2 separate regions of the Cricetulus griseus genome follow, and region 1 is linked to region 2. The links are chromatin contacts, called in public Micro-C maps. All regions are on one chromosome and are shown on one strand. The core of a region is the stretch at or near the end of the contact, and the rest is flanking DNA. Distances in the headings are between cores, read along the strand shown.

Region 1 (3,328 bases), core at 634-3,133, 140 kb after region 2:
CTTTCTCTGTGTAGCTCTGGCTGTCCTGGATTTCATTCTGTAGACCAGAGCTGGCCTGGCATGTTGCCTATGGCTGTTTTCACACAGCAGCATAAGAACTGCATGGTTGTAGTTTTTGCTACAACCCCGCTCTCTTACACAAGAAATTTTCAGATCCATATTAGCATATTCTAAAGACAGTTTTTTGTTTTCCTTCTATCAAACATTTTGGAATACTTGAATAACACACTCCATACCTAGTATCTGGCTTCAAATTCATAGAGATTTGCCTACCTTGGCCTCCCAAGTGCTGGGATTAAAGGTGTGTGGCACCACCGCTGGGCTCACCACCCTGATACTCTAGAAAAGACCTCTCAACTACTTGGCAATCTTACACCAATCTCTATACATTTGGCATGGGCTCTCTCTCTATACATACTTCTCAGAACCCACCAGTCCAGTTTGCCACATCAATTCTGCAATCCTGATGCTTGTGTGGGTCAACTCAGCAGGCATAGAAACAATCAAGGCGCACGTGAACACCCCTGAGTTTGCAGAAGTCACCATCAAGTGTGGGGATCTAGTACCTAGTTCCAAAGTGAGGTCAAATGGTCCTACATATCGGAGATTAACACTTAACACTCTACATGGTGCTGGGAGGAAGGTTCATAAACAAGGTAGGGAATCCTGTGAACTAAGCCTCCGAAGCATACACTACCCCAGTGGTTCTAAGGTGTGGTGCACAGAGAACACTTAGGTAACTGCAAGGTCAAAAGCACTTCCAAACAATATGAAGATGCTACATTTTCAGGAGTGTACTTGAAAGTCTCTAGAAGCTACATGACATGTCATCCCGCAATGCAGAAGCAGATATAAGAATCCAGCTGCCAGCAGGTGGTGGCGGCGCAGTCCTTTAATCTCAACACTTCCATAGGCAGAGGCAGGGGGATCTCTGTGAGTGCGAGCACAGCCTGGTCTACAAAGTGAACGAGTTCCAGGTCAGCTAGGGCTGTTACACCGAGAAAACCTATCTCGGAAAAAAAAAAAAAAATCCACCTGTCTTCTTCTAAGCAGAGATTTGCAGAAATGTAAAACAATGCCACTCTCAATAACTTTGTTTTGGAAAATATAGGATTTTAAAAAGTGTTATGTTAAATATAAGTGGCCTGTTCTGAATTATTAAGTACATTAAGTGTCTATAATTTTTATTTATACACGGCAAATATCAATAGGTACAACTCATATAACAAAGGTTCCTTAAGCACACAAACGGTCCTAAGTCCAAAAGTTCAGCAACTTCTGCTTAGAGGCTGTCATGAGTGTTGCAGGGAGATGTGTGGTTCTAGTGTACCGGCCTAGCCAACTAGAACAGCCCCGTTCACCTTGGGTTTCTCAATCAATCACCATGATCTCTGAACCCGACCATTCCATTGAGGAGATCTCTAGCCCTCACCCCACTTCCATTCGTCCCCTGTTGGCGGGCGCCTAATCTGCCGGCCACAATCGCAGCCTTCTCTATCCCGTAGGCCAGGCCTGGCATACTCCCCGGCGCGGCTCTCACAGCCAAGGCGAGAACTCCCGGGGCGCCGAGTGGAGCCACTCCCAGTCCAAAGAGACGCAGGCTGAGGAGCGGGAGGGGAGGTCACCCCAGGAGCGAGCTCGGCGGCCTCCCCCGGCTCGTCCCATGTCGCCGCGGTCTGCAACGTGAAAAGGCCTGCACGGACGCCCGGGACCGCGTGGTACTCACCGCTCACAGTGGGGCTCCGCTAGCACACAGACGGGTGCTACCAAGGACCCTGGCCAACTCCGCGCTGCTCCCGGTAAGCGGTCCTCCGGGCGCTCCTGTAGCGAGGCGGGACCGCGAGCGATCGGGCCGGAACCAGCTGCGGCCGTAGAGGGGCGGGGCTTGGGCCTCACTACGCCCAGAGGGGCGGAGCCTGAACACCTCCCTCAGGAGCGGCTGGCCATCGCCGAGGGGCGGAGCCTAGACCCCCACCCTTCGAAACTTAAGGGGCGGAGTCTAGGACCTATTCCGCCCCAAGGACCTGAACTTGAAGTTGCGGCCAAGGGGCAGAGCCTGGGACACCTCCTCTTTCTAGAACCTGCAGACAGGCGGTGATCGAGGGGCGGGGCCTGAGATCTACACCGCCTCGAGGGCCGGCCCTGGGGGAGTTGAGGCCGCTTAGCGGAGCCTGGGCTCGCCCCGCCTACTTCTTAGATCCCGAGAATCTGGGCCCTCTGGCGGGGGCAGAGCCTGAGACCTGCTCAAACCCGCTCTGAGCTGCCCAGGCCTGAGGGCCTGAAGCTGAAGGCCTAGGAGCTTAGGCCCTAGATCATCCTGGCTCCACCCCGTAGGCGGGAGACACTGGACCTGGGGCTGAGACCAGCATTGCTAGTGGCTCAGCCCCAGGAAGTGGATAGCTGACTTGCAGTCTTTTCCTTGTCGGGAGCACGAGAGAAGGCTGACTGGTGCAGGGTGTGATGTGTAACTGTCTGACTGGCGCAGGGAGTCCGAATAATAAGAAAGATATCTTCTCCCCACCTTTCTTTTAAAAGCTTGGCGGTAAGTACAGGCTTCATTTTCTGAGTGCCTCAGTACACTACATGGTCAGTCATCTCCCTGCCTCCAGTTCCGCCCCTACCCCTTGTCCGTCACTTCTTGTTCTCACTCCAATTCTTGTTTTGTTTAGGGTTCTTCGTGGGGTTTTAGTTGTTTAGGAGTTTTGGTATAGTTTTGAGAAAGAATCCCAAGGGGCCCAGGCAGGCTTAGAGCTCACTGTTGGGTGGAACTCAGTCTGTCCTTGAACTGCCTGCACCCACCTTTTAAGTACTGCGATTGCAGTTGTGATTCACCATGCCCAGACCTTTTAAAAAGTCAGTTTTCCTGTTTTTAGTTGGACAAAGCATGAGAAGTGGACATCAGCAATATTCCCTATAAACAGGACCTCAACATTTCTGTGGCTTACTCAGAAAGGCAAGATTTCTGTGTATAAAACTTTTTTTTTAACCTATTGCGACCCTTTAAAATACATGTCCATTGGTCTAGTGTGGGCAGTGGAGCTGGGTGTGCCTTCCGTATGTACGTTACATGCAGTTAGTCTCTCAAGTCCATGTGAATTCAAAGATGTGATTAGCTCTACGTGGAAGGTGGTAAGGTTTCCCTGCCCAAATTACTTGGATAATCACTGTAGATTTCTACATTGAGTTAATGTAGTGCTGCTTGAATGAGCAACATATAGGGCGAATGACTAGTAACTAATACGCCCAACACCTGGCTAGGGACAGAGGCTGTGTGCTGTTCTAGGTTGCTCCTTTAGTGTTGTTCCAGGGACTCACAGGCTGGGCTTCA
Region 2 (3,721 bases), core at 1,149-3,648:
TGCTGTATAGACCAGGCTGGCTTCAAATTTAGAGATCCACCTGCCTCTGCCTTTAGAGTACTAGGATTAAACGTGTATGCACTACCATGCCTGGCTTAATTGTGAGTTAACAAAATGTAAAGTATGCTTACAGTAATTTATTGTGTTAAATAGATGTTGAAACATTTTACAGTTTACTAAACATTTACTTGTTTTCCTAGGGTGATACAATTCTGGAGACTGGAGAAGTAATTCCGCCAATGAAAGATTTTCCTGATCAACATCATTAAAGAGCACTTAAAACTTAAAAGACTTGTGTAACAGCAAAAGTCTCTTCATATAGTTCGTATTTACTGAATCTGTTTCCTGGAAAAGTAACTAATAAAGCTTATTCTCAGAGTGTTGTTAATATTTCTTGAGACCGACAGTAAAAAAGACAAATACTAAAGAGCCATCAGCTACTTTTTTCCTGTCCGTTTTGATAAACAGGATGCAAAACACGTTTTAATCACGTGATAGGTTTGTTTACATACTGATGTGGCATGAGGTTATGAAGTGTTTGAAGCACTAGAATGAAAATCTATGATCTGGCCCTGTAGTGGTGGCACACGCCTTTAGTCCAAGCACTCAGGAGGCAGAGGCAGGCGGATCTCTGTGAGTTTGAGACCAGCTTGGTCTACAAGAGCCGGTTCCAGGATAGACTCCAAAGCTACACAGAGAAACCCTGTCTCGAAAAACAAAAAACAAACAAACAAAAAATCTATAACCTGATACAGAAAGAAAGGGCTGTTTGATCCATATGAAAAATTAGCATGCTAACGCGTATCACAAAAGACCATACACAATTTTGTATTGTGAATTTTACTTTTAAGTCTACATAGGTGCCATTTGAGGGACAAAACCAGGTTTTGCTGGGAACTACCAAAGTTCGTTCATTTCAAAGAATTTGTCTGGAAAAGCCTTCTGTAGCTGTCGTCGTGCAGCTACAGTTGATGCGTAGATGACGAATCCCCAGGAGAGCAAAACGATCACAAGTAGCAACTAAAAGAGGGGAGGAAAGGCGAAAAGAAAAATCAATGTGCTGGGTAGTTGGCCTGCTCAGGCCAGGTTACCAGCTAGCTACAGGTGGGAGCAGCCTGTCAGGCACTAGGACCCAGGCCTGAGGCCAGGGCCCGATAGCCATGACGTCAGGGGCGGAAAAGCGTGTCCTCCAGGAAGAGGCGGAGTCGGGGGCGGGGCGTAAACGCTCAATATAGGAATGGGTTTTGGAGTTCCGAGCTGTAGACGAACAGTCGGCCTTTGCCTCGCGGGCAGAGGGGTGCGGCGCCTGGGAGTTCCATCGTCCTCGCTACCTACCGCGGAGTAAATCCAGTCCAGGGTGCGGCGACTCACGGGCCTCATGGTAAGGGATCAGCAGGGGTGGGGTGGCGCGGACCTAGAGCTCGCTCCCCGAAGCCGTCCGCCCCGCTGCAGCAGCCATCTTTCCGCGGTTCCCGGCGCGCTTCCGCCCGAAGTTGGGGCGCGTCACGTGATCCGGGCCTAGCCCGCCTTTCAGGCAGCGGAGGAAATAAAAAATTTTAAAATCGCGCTTTTTTTGCGCTTAGATGGACATTCCTCAGTCCCCTTTTCCTCCAGTCGCAGTGCCTTATAGCGCAGAATAGTGTGCCATCGTGTGCATGTGAGTTTATTTGAAAATAGGCTGTTAGAATTAAAGTTGCCGTCCCATACCCGCGTCCGTTTCCACAAGATGTGGATAAACGATTATATGTGTATGCTTGGCACGAACAGTATCATCCACTCCCTTATGTAACTGGAGAATCGTTGTAAACTGTTAGTTCGGCCATTCATCGAGAACGTCTAGTAAGAATGCTGTCGCTTACTACTGGGAATGTTTTTAGATATGTGGCATTTTTAAAAATGTGTTACCCGCATGGTGGACCTGCCACTCAGCAAGTGTCGACGGGATGTTTAATCGAGTCTAGGACCTCAGCAAATGTGAAATACCAAGTCCCAAGGAGAGCAGTTTGGCAGGCGGGCAGCTCGGCCTGAGGATGCTGGCGACGTCCGCCCAGGAGCCCTGGCTGGCGGAGCCCGGACTGCGCGGCTTCGGGCGCGGATGTCAGACACGGTTTTAGTCTGGATTGCAGGGGCGGGAAGGGGAAGCAGGCCGCTAGGAGACAGGCGATGGCTGGGGAAGTGCTCGACGCCTGGTGTTCATCCCAGCTAAAGAAGACATGGGGACGAAGGCTCTGTGGGACTCGGTCCGATTCTTGTTACACTCGAGAGGATTACAGGAACTCGTCGAAGTTCGTGGGGTTTCGGTTTTTCCGCGTTATTTGGCAGCGATGAGTTCGTGCCTTTCCGCCCCCACCCCCAAACACGCGCCCCCCGTGGTGGGGGGCTGGGCAGGGTCTGGCGTCTGCCCTAGGCTCCGCCCCCTGCGGGCTCCTTCCACGGCGCACGCGCCCGGAACGTGGGGGGTGGGGCCGCCGTTTGCTGGGCGGGCTCGGAGGGGGTGGAAGGATGGGCCTCGCCTTCTCTCCGCCCCCAAACTGCCTTTGGTGATGAGCGTTCTACGTCACAGGGGTCGCAGCCGCCGCCGCCGGGGTCTCCGCTGTCTCGCGAGGAGGGAGAAGCGCCCCCTCTGGCGCCTGCTGAAGAGGGGAGGCGCCGAAGCCGCCGGGTACGCCTTCGCGGATCCTGCCGCCACCGGCCGAGCTTACTGAACCGACGGGAGCTGGCCTCCAGCGGCCCGGCCGGGCCTGCCCCCGCGTCCTCGGAGGTGAGTCCGGTTTGGCGGGACCGGGAACGGGCCTCCGAAGGCCGGGGTCGCGATGTCGCTACGACACGGGGGCACCTGTGGATCGGTGGCGGTGGGCGAAGGAGGGGAGTGTCACACAGCGCCGCCCGAGGAGCGCGAGCTTGAATGAATACTGGAAAGTGCAGTGTGTCCCAGCAGAACTGCGGCCCCTGCTAGGAAGTGTGACCTTGGCGAGTCCTCAGCCCCTGGACCCAGTCTGTGAAATGGGAGTAGCATTTCAGTTGATCCTTGTTATGTAATGTATGTCGTGTGTCTGTCTTTCCATCCATGCCAGCCGTTTTCAGGGCAAGGAAACCACTAAGACAGTGAAGTTGTGCAGTATTAAACATGTGGGCGGGCAGGGTTTGTGTGCCTTGCAACTTCATCACACATCTAGTTAGTGCAGCTTTCCTTCTGGGCTGGTAATTCTGATTTGTAGACTGGAGAGGGGCAGTGAAGAAGTAAGCACAGGGATTTAAGACTGAAACTGGAAAGCGTTTTTTGGTGGGTAAGTTTCTAGATTAAGAAACAGAGAAACAGGTGCTTAAGATTTAAGCTACTAATAGGTAGAGATTGTTGTTTGGGAGGAATTGAGGGTTTGGATTTTTAGTACATGAAATGCAAAAGGAAAAGCCGCAGTTGGCGCACTCAATCATCTTATCTGGAGTGAGTGGCTTTCACGGGGAATAGTTCTCAAGCAAACCCCTAATGCCCCATTTTGGGGCAGGGACTCTTGTAGCCAAGACTGTCCTGGAGTTCTTTTGTAGCAGAGGATGACCTTGATTTTCTGACTACTCTTGCCTTCCTCTTCCAGTGTGCTGGGAATGCAGGGTATTCCAGGGTGCCTGGTTCGGATAAATTATTTTTATACTGATATTTGAAATCTAGCTCCAGCCTTCAATCCCAGCGCTTGGGAGACAGGCAGGCTAGTCCCTGAGTTCG

Evidence for each region. A called contact is a pair of places that touch in the nucleus more often than the background predicts.
Region 1: a Micro-C map of the CHO-K1 cell line shows a contact between it and region 2, with 3 times the contacts expected there. The contact joins the promoter of Aco1 here to the promoter of Smim27 in region 2. A contact is called at or near these places in 3 of 8 Hi-C or Micro-C datasets (the CHL-YN cell line, the CHO-K1 cell line and liver).

Annotation. Positions count from the first base shown.
Region 1 is chr2:102,423,174-102,426,501 of CriGri-PICRH-1.0, forward strand. Aco1 (cytoplasmic aconitate hydratase) reads right to left here and starts at 1,884. Exons shown (of 21, transcript XM_027403382.2): 1 at 1,727-1,884. LOC103160299 (a long non-coding RNA gene) reads left to right here and starts at 2,229. Exons shown (of 5, transcript XR_003482911.2): 1 at 2,229-2,542.
Region 2 is chr2:102,286,312-102,290,032 of CriGri-PICRH-1.0, forward strand. Smim27 (small integral membrane protein 27) reads right to left here and starts at 2,399. Exons shown (of 3, transcript XM_035439927.1): 1 at 1,906-2,399; 2 at 1,336-1,527; 3 at 795-1,020. The coding sequence starts at 1,380. The coding sequence ends at 898. Topors (E3 ubiquitin-protein ligase Topors) reads left to right here and starts at 1,224. Exons shown (of 3, transcript XM_027403374.2): 1 at 1,224-1,381; 2 at 2,564-2,761. The coding sequence starts at 1,379. Ndufb6 (NADH dehydrogenase [ubiquinone] 1 beta subcomplex subunit 6) reads left to right here. Exons shown (of 3, transcript XM_027403379.2): 3 at 201-379. The coding sequence ends at 269.